Regions from separate parts of the Ovis aries genome. Here region 1 is linked to region 2. Evidence: chromatin contacts called from public Hi-C data. All regions are on one chromosome and are shown on one strand. The core of a region is the stretch at or near the end of the contact, and the rest is flanking DNA. Distances in the headings are between cores, read along the strand shown. Region 1 overlaps BCORL1 (BCL6 corepressor like 1). Region 2 has its middle 20 kb from the start of UTP14A.

What was found. Hi-C and Micro-C count contacts between places; a contact is called where the count stands out from the background.
Region 1: a contact with region 2 is called in a Hi-C map of liver, with 4 times the contacts expected there. The contact joins two enhancer-like sites. A contact is called at or near these places in 12 of 16 Hi-C or Micro-C datasets (blood, hypothalamus, liver and 5 more).

The regions. Positions count from the first base shown.
Region 1 is chrX:113,937,734-113,943,113 of ARS-UI_Ramb_v3.0, forward strand. BCORL1 (BCL6 corepressor like 1) reads left to right here. Exons shown (of 14, transcript XM_027963623.3): 14 at 1-175. ELF4 (E74 like ETS transcription factor 4) reads right to left here. Exons shown (of 8, transcript XM_042241901.2): 8 at 3,881-5,380. Among named protein-coding and RNA genes, the nearest start is that of ELF4, 41 kb to the right of the region's middle. Within about 2 kb of position 2,613, at least 2 of the 54 cell types and tissues checked have an H3K27ac peak or open chromatin away from gene starts, as enhancers often do. A contact at or near this core is called in liver, where this site is marked.
Region 2 is chrX:113,838,057-113,843,490 of ARS-UI_Ramb_v3.0, forward strand. No RefSeq gene overlaps it. Among named protein-coding and RNA genes, the nearest start is that of UTP14A, 20 kb to the left of the region's middle. Within about 2 kb of position 1,300, at least 39 of the 54 cell types and tissues checked have an H3K27ac peak or open chromatin away from gene starts, as enhancers often do. A contact at or near this core is called in liver, where this site is marked.

The DNA.
Region 1 (5,380 bases), core at 1,363-3,862, 100 kb after region 2:
TTTTTTTGGGTTTAATTTTCTGGTTTTGTTGGGGTTCATGGTATTGTGTGGTTTATTTTATGTTTGCCTTTACTTTTTTGCATTTGGGTGTGTATTTTGGCTGCCCTTTATGTTTCATTTAAGCAACTGGCTGTGGAGTCAAAAACACTTGCATACTGAAAAACCTGTGTCAGGGCTTCTGTCTCCTGTCTCTTTTCTCTGCTCCCCGTATTGGCTTTTCTGTAGTTAAAAACTGATGGGTATCCCTATGAAGTCTGTGGGGAAAGCCCTCACCCTGCTTTGCAGTTTGGGGTCCCTATTGGCACAGCAATTGGGAACAGGTAGAGTGACCAGTGAGGATTTGGGTCACTTTGGCAAGATCTGGAAAGAAAGGGAAAGGCAGGGACAAATCCTGGGGAGAATTGAGTACCTGCATCCGTTTGGTAGGCTGCGTGGGCGTGTCCCCGCACGTGAGCACACATTCCTCGATCCCCAGAGGAGTATGGTCAGAGGGAGAGGCCCTCTGAGGTGGCTGTGAGGGATGAGCCTCTTTAACTCAAGGAAATCACCTGCCTGCTAGCACTGCTTCCTGCCCTGTGTGAGCCGCAGACTTCATGGTCTTGTCACTCACTGCCCTCACTGTCTTGCCGGTGTCCCCTCTGCCCCCCTACATAGTGCAGACCTTCCATGGGTCTGCTTTCCTAAGACCCACCTGCTTTGGAGGCAAGATGCCCATCCTAGACTTTACAACTTTTCTCACTTCTGAAAACCAGCAGTAGAAAGTATGATTGTGACATGGTGACTGCTGGCTCCAGAATGAGCCTGTTACTGTTTGAAGGGAAGGGATGTCTGTAGGTCTGGGATGAGGCCCTTGTAAGCTATGCTCTTGGGATCTCTCACTGTGGCTGCCGTGTCTGGAGAGCCGTGTCATGTACTAGCCAGGGGGTCTCTCTGTCTGGCCAACAGGAATCCAGCCATCCTGCCCCAGGAGTGACCCTTGAGTTGCTTAGATGGAGGAGCAGCATTAATCCTCCCAATTGGCTTTCATTCCCCACCTCCTGATCCTGAGGCCTCAAGGCTTCCCAACAACACCTGAGGCCATGTGGTGAATGTGAGGATCCAGCTAAGCCCAGGATGCTTTGGGAGCTCAGCTGGATGGGCAAGGGCACAGGGGTAGCCGGAAGTGATGCCTAGTTGACAAGTAGGAAAATGGGAATTGGGGTGGCAGGGAGGAACCCTTGAACTAAGGGGACATCTGAACACAGGCTTGGAGACAAAGAAGAAGGGTAGTAAGTGCAGAAAGCTACAACCCACTTCAGTGTCACTGCAGCTGGAAGGTACAGGTAGGGAAGGAGAGTGGAGGAGCCCTGCCAGCCATGCCAAGGAGTGTGGCTTTGACTCTTGCCTGAGGTGATGGGGAACCAGGGAAACTCTAAGCCAGGGAGTGACAGAGGTTTTTCCTTTTTCTTTTAATACATTGGTAAAATATGTTGGAGGTAGGACAGGCAGAGGGAGGGAAAAAAGGTGATTGCCTGATTCAGAACAAAAGATGAAGGGAGAGCCTTAGGGGGTATAAAGATTTCCATTTAGGGCAGGATGGAGACGCAGTGGGCAAAGGAATAGGTGATGGTCCTTTGCGACTCCTGGACAGCCCTGGCCATTTGAGTGTGTGGGCATGCACACACCCCTTTATTTATCTGGAGAAAGGAAGAGAGTTGAAAGCCACACCAAACAGCAGTTTCTTATTTCCTTGCTTTTGGGCTCCCTTTTCCACACTTTTTCTGGAGCCCTCTCACTGCTCTTCTGCCAGAGTGGGAAGACCAAAAATGGAGGAATGGGCTGTGAATCCCATAAAGCAAGAGGTGAGTGTGCATTCCCTGGTTTGGACTGGGGAGAGGACGATCGCCTCTTATTAAACGATCTAATCCTTTTCAGTGTGGTCTCAGGGAAAGAGCCAGCCTGCCACTTCCCACCTAGGCTGATAGCGGGTGAGAGAGAACCCAGTATTTCGAGCCTTCATTATTCTATCTGCCAAATGGGGCCCAATTTACCGCCAATGGAAGAAAAACATACTGAGTAACCATAGCTGTTTAGCTGAAGTTAGTTCCTCCGACTGCCAAGGTCATGAGCCTACAGTTGATGGTCTTACCAGAGTGCTCCTCTTTGAGGTGCTGGGTTAAGAGGGAGACTCTCGGAGTCTCCATACTCCGAGAAAGGATGATCCGTTTTCACAGCAGCCCTATTTGGGTTGGGGGAGGGCGGCGAATTGGGCGGCAAACTCCTGCCCCTTGCTTACTTTAACCCACGACGGGGAAGACTGCTGGGCATTTTATTGTGTCCCATCCCTGCTCTGGTGGCTCAGACGGTAAAGCGTCTGCCTACAATGCGGGAGACCCAGGTTCAATCCCTGGGTCGGGAAGATCTGGAGAAGGAAATGGCAACCCACTCCAGTATTCTTGCCTGGAAAACCCCATGGGCTGAGGAGCCTGGTAGGCTACAGTCCATAGGGTCACAAAGAGTCGGACACGACTGAGCGACTTCACGTTCACGTTCCCTGCTAAGACAAGTGCGTGTGTGTGTTTAGGGAGGATGGAGTCCGCCCCAAGGGCAGTCTGCTTAGCAGCCAGCGGGAGGCGCCAAGTGCTCGGGCCTTCTGGACTCCGCCACGGAGCGGGGCGGACTCCACGTGTTCCCCTAGACCACCGGTTTCCCCGGCGAGGCGGACTGGCAAAGCCGCAGCGTTGGGCAACCGGACTCGGATGCCTCCTCGGCCGCGCGCCGGCACCCCCGTAGCTCGGGGTCTCGCCGCGGGCGGTTGGGGCCCTCCGCGGGCAGAAGGCTGTCGCGGGCGCCTCAGTTGCTCTCCGATTTCAAGGTTGAAAGCGGTGCTGCGTGCAACTGTAGCTAAAGGCAGTCTGCGGTGGGAGGTGAGCCAGGCCGGGAGCCCTGCGGCAGGCGGCTGCGGCTCGGGCTCACTCCCGCCGCCCGGGAGAGAGTGGAAGCCGGCAACCGAGGCCCGGCCCGCCGCGTGCTCACCTGCTAGTCCCGGAGGATACGGGTGGGGGGCGACGGGGGCGGGGCCAGGGCGCGACCGGCCAATGGGGAGAGGCTATTCGACTGTTAAATCCCCCCTGGAAAGTGGAGGGGGCGGGGGCTGGGGGTAAAGTTCCAAGCTCCCGAGCAATGGAAGGCCTGCTTGGGAACCAGAGCCGCCCAGGGACAGTTTGGGGCGCAGAGTCAGGACAGAGGGACAGGAAGATGCCGGCTGTGGCCGCCTCCGCCGGGAGCGGCAGGCCCCGCCCTGACCGCCTCTCCCTTCCCGGGCTCCGCTGGCACACGCCCGCCTGCGCCGGCTCCATAGCGCCACCTGCTGGACGCCAGCCGCACGCCTGGCGTGCCGAAGCCGAGGCTCTCAAGGAGCGACCGCGTTGGCCTGCCTGGCCTGGGAGCGGCTGGGGAATGAGTTCACTCACCTCGGATCCAGTGGCTTTGGAGCCAGAGGCAACCGCCTCTTTAAAAATACATGATGGGGTCAGAGGAACGACGATCGTGAGGATCACTTCTTGTTCCGTCCCTCCCACCGGGCCTGACATTTCCACCCAGGTATGAGGAAATAGCGATGAGTCTGTCCCAGGAAGGGGGCAGCAGCGAAGGGCAGGAGTTCAGAGTCACCCCGGGCGCCTAGTGACAGCAAGGCACTGCTGGAAGCAGCCCTGGGCTCCTCGTGGACCCTATTGTCCTGGGGTGGCCGCAGACACGGGCAAGGGAGGCTGCTGCTTGCCATGCTCTATGAGCGGTCGAAAGCCGTGGTAGGCCCCAAGTGTGGGAGTCCTTTCCTGGCCTCTCTGGCCTGCCTTAGTATAGCACTGAAATCTCCATGATTAGAAACAGGACTCATTCATTCTTTTAATAAATGTTTATTGAGCACCTACTGTGTGCCAGGCACTGTGCTAGGCGCTGGGGATACATCAGTGACTAACACACAGTCCCTGTCCTTGAGGAGCTCACAGTCTATCGGAGGGGAAACATACATAAACACATAGCTAAGGCGCTACCATGTGCTAAGTGCTACAATAAGAGGTATATACAAAGTGCTGTGGGAGCTCAGAGGAGGGAGTAATGCATCAGCTGTTGGGGGTAAGGAGCCAGTCTCTTGACTCCATCAAACTATTGCAAAGGCAGGGGTGCTGTTGCTACATGACCCTGGTTGAAATGAACCTATCTCCTGAGGCTCTCCTCTAGCCCTCTCCCATAACTACATCAGCACAGGTTAGTTTATCAGCTTAGCTAATTTAACACTTTGAGTAGGAAAGAAACTGGACAGGGAAGTTTCTTGAGAGGCAGGGGATGTTCAAAGTAGTAACAACTCTTGGGTGCTAAGGCCAGGGGTGGGGTGGGGGTACCATGAGGACACTGAGCCAGGGAGGGCCGGCCCTGGGCAGTGGAGCACCCGGGGTGAGTGTCTGTGCAGAGGGGAGGTCAGAGGTCACCTACCTCACTTTGGTCCCCCTCTCTCACCAGCTCAATCAGTAACCGTCCATTGATGCTTGCTAGATGCTTCGTAGTATGCCCTGCTACGGGCGACACAGTCCCACTCCCCTCAGAAGGTAACACACTAACTGGGGAGGCTACATAAGTCCAGGCCATTGAAGATTTAAGTAACAGTTTGTGATTATTATAGAGGCGATGTCACAGGCTGCTCACAGTCAGTTACCAAAGAATGGCACTTGCAACACATCTCAGATGAACTCACTTAAGGGTAGGCTGGTCTGGGGAGGCAGCATCCATGAACTGAGCCTTGAAGGATGGGTATAATTTGATGAGTACTAGCGGGATGGGACGGAGAAGGCAATGGCACCCCACTCCAGTACTCTTGCCTGGAAAATCCCGTGGATGGAGGAGCCTGGTAGGCTGCAGTCCGTGGGGTCGCATAGGCGTAACTGGACATGACTGAAGTGACTTAACAGCAGCAGCAGCAGCGGGGTGGGAAGAGCATTGTGGTTGAGTAGAAGGAAGAAAAAAGTACAGAGATAGGCAACTCTGACAGAAGCACGTGCAAAGGTTGGCGACTCCATCCGTTTGACTGGAGCAATACAAGGGGCCAGGGGAGCAGTGGGAGGTGAATGGGGAAGAAGGCTAGGACGTGATGGGGAAGTGCAAAATACTCCTGGAACAGCTGCCCTGAGCCATGAAGTGCTCCCCCATCCCTCCTCCAGGACCCCTGGATTGCCTTGTGAGTCAGATAATAAAGGGTTAATGCCCAGCCGCTAAGAACAGATTGGAGGTTAAGGATTTTGAGTATCACCCCCATTTGTAGGCAGTGAGGAGCCCCAAGAGACTTTTTGGCAGAGGAAGAATAGAGCTGGTGCCTTGGCAGGTTGGAGGGGGTGACTCAGATCAC
Region 2 (5,434 bases), core at 50-2,549:
GAAGGGCCAACTCCTCACCATTGTTTATGATTTATTCAGGTGTTACTTTGCTATAGGCAGTTCATGATCAGCTTCTCAGCTCTGAGGAACCTGCCTTTCTCTGGATGACCTTATGTATCAAAAGGGCCCCTGCAGCCAGAGATTCCTAACAAGAAATTGGAGAAACCCCCTCTGATAGGGAAAGGACATAGCCACTAGCGCACTTCACCTACTTCCCCACAGCCTTTTTAGACCTTTTCAATTTTTATGTCACAACCTTATGAGAATCTTAAATTATGAACCCTCACCAGAAAAAAACACCTACACCATTTTACATACAGCTTCAGGAGCTTTGCAGACATTTGAAATCCTGGGTTAAAAGTTCTGCCCCTCCACGAATTTCCTTTTGCAATTCTCCCCACCAGTATGGCTCTTTTTTTCTGAGCCCATCACTCCCCAAATCAGTTTCTACCTCAATGGTAACTAGTCACAATGCCTTTATTTTTTAGGTTTAAGATTTCAGTTAGTGACCGAGTAAGCACTGGGACCCTAGACTTAACTCTGAAGCCAAAAGCCACGCCACGTCTCAAATTCCCAGTGGCAGCTGTGGACCCGGGCTAACACTGCTCATCCTCTCAAGAACCTGCCCGGTGCTAGGAAGGGAACTGAGTATGTTGATCGTGTTCAGAGCTCAAGGGGTATTTTTAAATTATCCACTGGTTTGAAATTATCTGCGATCCACTTGCTGGCTGACACTGCCCGTATGGAGGAATGGGGGACCCCTGCCAATTCCTGCCTCTCTTTAAGAGACCTTAAGCTTCTCTTGCACTCTTTTGAGCACAAAGCTCCCACTTCTGTCCCACCCACCCCCCCAAAATCGAAGCACCCAATCAAGTGCCCCCAGTAAACGGCCAATCCCTTTCTACTTTCTCGGGACCCTCCTCAGCGCCGTGTGTTCCCCGCGGCCCACGAGTGATGCAAACGACCCTATCCTTCCAAGGGGAGGGCAGGCGCTGGAACGTGCTATAAACGACTCCCACTCCCTGCCTTCCAAGCCCCCAAACGGATTCGATTGTTGTTCCGTGGGGCTTTTTTTTTCTTTTCTTCCTCCGAACCTCCGAAGTGTTCTCCCTTCCCATTGGCCAGAGCTGCCCCTTGACGCCACCCTGGCCTTGCTCGCTGATTGGTCCATTCTGGATGTGCCCAAGCCTTTTTCCCAGGGTGTGGCCCCCCCCGCCCCCAACAGGGTTCTGACCCCTGGCTCCTCCCTTCCCTCCCAGCCCCCCTCTCTGTTCCGAATGGTACCGCCCTGGCTCGGCTCCCCCACGGCCCAGGCCCCTGCCCTTAGGGCCCCCGGACGGGGCGGGGCACGCTGGGGACGGGCAGAGGGCGGTGGTGGCGCCTTCCTGCCGAGCCCGAGACCGCCCCCGCCACCCTTCTGCAGCCCTCGTAGGTCCCACTTTCCCCTGGGCAGTTTTCGTCCAGCCTCAGTAGTCCCGTCCCGTCTGTGCGGCCCCCACCGTGGTCTTTAGGTCATCCCGATCGGCAGCGTTAAATCGCTGCCCTCAGCGCTCCACACACGCCCATCCGCCTCCACCCTCGGGTTCTTGCAGCACTCTCTCCCCGCGTCTGCTCACCCTTCCCCTCCCAAGCCCGCCGAAGCCCCGGCCCGCCTTCCTCGCGGACTGTCCTTCCTCAGGATCCCCCTCCCTGTGTGTGGCCCTTCCTCCCAGCGGCCTCCCCTTCGCGGCTTCCCCTCCCCTTCGTGGCCAGCGTGGTGGAGCACTCCAGGCCCACCCCGCCTTTCTCCGTACCCCGCGCTCCCTTCTTATGTTGTCCCTTCACGTCCCTCGCTAAGTCCCTCCCTCCCCAGACCCCCCCCCCCGCACCCGTACACACATACCCCTCCCTCCGAGGCGTCCCCCGGCGCCCCTCCCCTACCCCCGCTTGTCCACGCCCCTCCCACCCACCCCGTCCTTTTGTCTCCTCTTTGGTCTCTAAGTCCCCCGCCCCTCCCTCACTCCCGCCCTCGCTCCCCGCGAGCACGCTCTTATCTTCCCCGGGTCCCGGCGTCCCGCCCCCTGGCCGCGCCCCGCCGGCCCCCTCCCTCCCGCGGCCCCATCTCCGCCCTCGGCGCTCCGCCCTCCCCCCCGCGGCTCCGGGCCCGCCAGCCCGGCCGACCTCCCGGGTTCCCGGCTCGCTCCTCCCGCCGCCGCCGCCGCCGCGGCTCCCTGACCCACCCTTCCCGGCCCGGAGGCTTGCGCTCCAGCGCAGTTCCCCCCCGCACACACACGCACTCCCTCCGCCCCACTTCGCCCGGGCGGCCCTGCGGTGGCCAGACCCGAGAGGCGCGCAGCCTGCCCTCGGGGGAGCCTCGGCGCCCCGCAGCCACGGGCACCTCGCGGGCGGGCACACCTCTCCGGAGCGCGAACCCAGGCCAGGTCGCTCCCCCACCCACCCAGCCCGGCCCCCGGCCGCCGCCCGGGACGCAGGCGCCCGTCGGAAGTGTTTGAAGGACCCGGTGGGCCGCGGTGTCTCCCGCAACCGGGGCCTGGCCAGTGCGTCGCAGGGACACGCTGCGACCTGACCGACCGGGATGATTTTACCCAGAGCTTCCTCCCGGCTCCCGCCTCAAACCTGTCCCTTCAACGCGCACAGCGGGGACTCGGCGGCGAGCGGGATAAAGTGGAGGGGAACTGTCCCGAAAATACGCTGAGGGACCTTAGCAGGGGACTGTGAGGCTCAGAGAGGCAAGGGCCAGTGACACACCCCGGCCACCCAAGGAGAAAGGGCGAGCCCACGACGATCGCCTCGGCCCCCGCCTCCCAGTCCCGGGCTGCCCACCTCGCGGCGTAGAGCGATGTTGCCTCTAGCCTTTTGTATCCACCCCACTCGCTGGAGCACTGGAATTAAACCTCAGTCGGGACGGGAGACGCGGCTCAAGAGAAAACCCAACCACAGGCCAATGGGCACTTAAAAAAAAATTCTATCCTGCGATGCCCACGTTGAAGGCGTTTCCTCGCCTGAACCTCTCCCCCCACCCCACTCCCCACTCAGTCTTACCTATTTACCCACTAGACTGAAAGCTCTTTGAAGGGGGCCCTGTTTATCTCTGTGGCTCCCTCAATGGATCTCTTGTGATCAACAGACAAGTGGATGTATTTGTTAACTGCCCGCATTTGGGATCTGTCATTATCGTGTGACTTAAGGTTGTAAACTCGGGAGGGACAGGACCGGGTACGGATTACTAGCTCGTGCCAGGCACAGCATGATGCCCAGAGAGATGGGCCATCAACGTTTTTTGAGACTGGTGTAGTTAATTATGCAGGAGGCAGATGCCTACCTCCTCCTAGTCCTGAGAACTCCCAGTTCCAGAGCTGGATGCCTAAGTAAGGAAGAAAATAAGGAGCGGCCTTAGTTCATTCCCAGTCCCAGGCTGACTTCCTAGGACCAGACACCGCTACACTTGTTATCAGAACACATTGGGTGATGCGCCTTTCCAAGACTGAGAATGGGTTTGCTGAGAACCATAAAATTCCCAGTTTAACTCCCATCTGTTTGCAGATGGAATTGGGAGGAGGGAGGTAGCCAGTTTTTTTTTTCTCAGTGTGAAGCTAACTGTCCTATATAAGGATCAAACCTATAGCTCTTCATCCATTTACCCCAAGGTCAAACAGAACCCCACTGTGTCAGAGGAAGGAAGCTACAAACAAACCGGACCCAATCAACAGCAGTCAACCCCAGGGAAGGAGGGACAGTGGAAGTGCTCCTTCCTCTCATTTAAGGATGCAAGATTCACCATGTACTTGGCTGTAGCTTATTTGTAGTGTGGTCACTTTAGCGTTAGTCCAGTTCCTTGCCCACCTCACACCCCCGCCCACAGTCCAACAGGTCCTCTCTGTCCTTCCTCAGCCCTACACTGTCTTTACCCAAGCCAGCCCGCTCTAAATGGACATGGTCAGGGATCCAAGCAGAAACTCAAACAGTAACAATTGGACAGTGTCAAGAGAGTCGGACAGAGATGCCTCGGAGCGCCCGGCCTCCTCCTCTGCCTTGGCACAAATGTTCTTATTGTCCTGGAAAGAAATACGAAATTCCCTACCCAGCTGTGGAGGGGGGCTGCTCCAAGGCTTAGCCCCCAAGGACAGAGTTGCTAGCCCAACCCAGTCTCTCTGCCCCCTAACTCTTGATAATGGAACAGTCACCATCTCTCTTCCCTATCCTAGTCAAGACTGGCCCCCTGGACCATTTGTCCCCCTCTCCAAGGAGATTAAGGAAAGTGGGGCTGGAGCTATACATGAGGAGACTGCTACACTGTTCCAAAGTTCTCTTTAGGGACCGTTAGCACACCAAAATACATATTTGGAAAATACCCACAATTAACACTGGGAGAAAAACAGTAAACACAGTGTCACTTTGCCAGGCTCAAGAGTTTTGTTTTGTTTAAATGCTAATGGCCTCAAATGGGGAGCAGCATCCATCAGTTAAATAAACAAGCCATTAGACCGAGACTACAAGTGTCAACACATGACTAATCTACTAATTGGGAGAAGGCATCACCAGTCAGAAGCAAAGCATGCTGGGGACTGTGGAGCGGGCTGCTAAAGCACACACTATGTGGTTTTGGAGCCCATGAGACCTGAGTTTGAATCCTGCCTCTCCCAGTTGTTAACCGTGTGGCCTTCAATGAGTCAAGTTGCTAAACCTCTCTGAACTTCCGTGTTCCATTCTGTAAAATGGGGACCAGTACAGTATCTGTATCACAGGACTCTTGTGGGGATGAACTGAGATAATACAAGTTCTGAGCCTGCCACACCATGAAGTGCTCAAAGCCTGTTAGCTATTACCGTTAACAATAAAGTACCTAGCACATGGTATACACTCCAAAAGTGGTAGCAGTGAAGATGAAAAAGAAATGACTTATGGTTGCTAGATAATAGCCATGAAAGGTGAGCTTGGACCCCTGGTGTCCCCAGAACCTCCCAGATACAGCTGGCAAAGGCATGCTGTTGGTTAAGTAATTATAACTTCTTAAGGCTATCTCTTTAACTTGGGATTAGCGTCACTCCTTAATGATCACTGCCCTGTTCCATGGTTGCTGGATTCTAGGGCCTTCTGTCCTGGCACCTGACTAAGAGACTTGAGTTATGCTGGCCTTTCCAGGTGGAGACCAGCCTCGTAGTGTCCTGGGCATCCTTCCCCAGCCAACCAGACCCATCCTGTAGAGAGTATTCTAGGCTGTTCTTGGTTGCCTTCTTCCTGTTGTGTGTCAAGACAGGTGGGGACCACAGTACTGACAGGGGCCAGGGTGAGGAGAAAAGGGGTGGAGGGGGACCACAAGATCTTTAGGAGAAATAACTATGACCCAGTCAAAGTTGGTGGCCTTTGCTTCTTGTCCCAGCCTCTCCTTTTGAAGCCTGCTGTCTTCCTTGTCACCTGCCAAGGAAGTCTATCC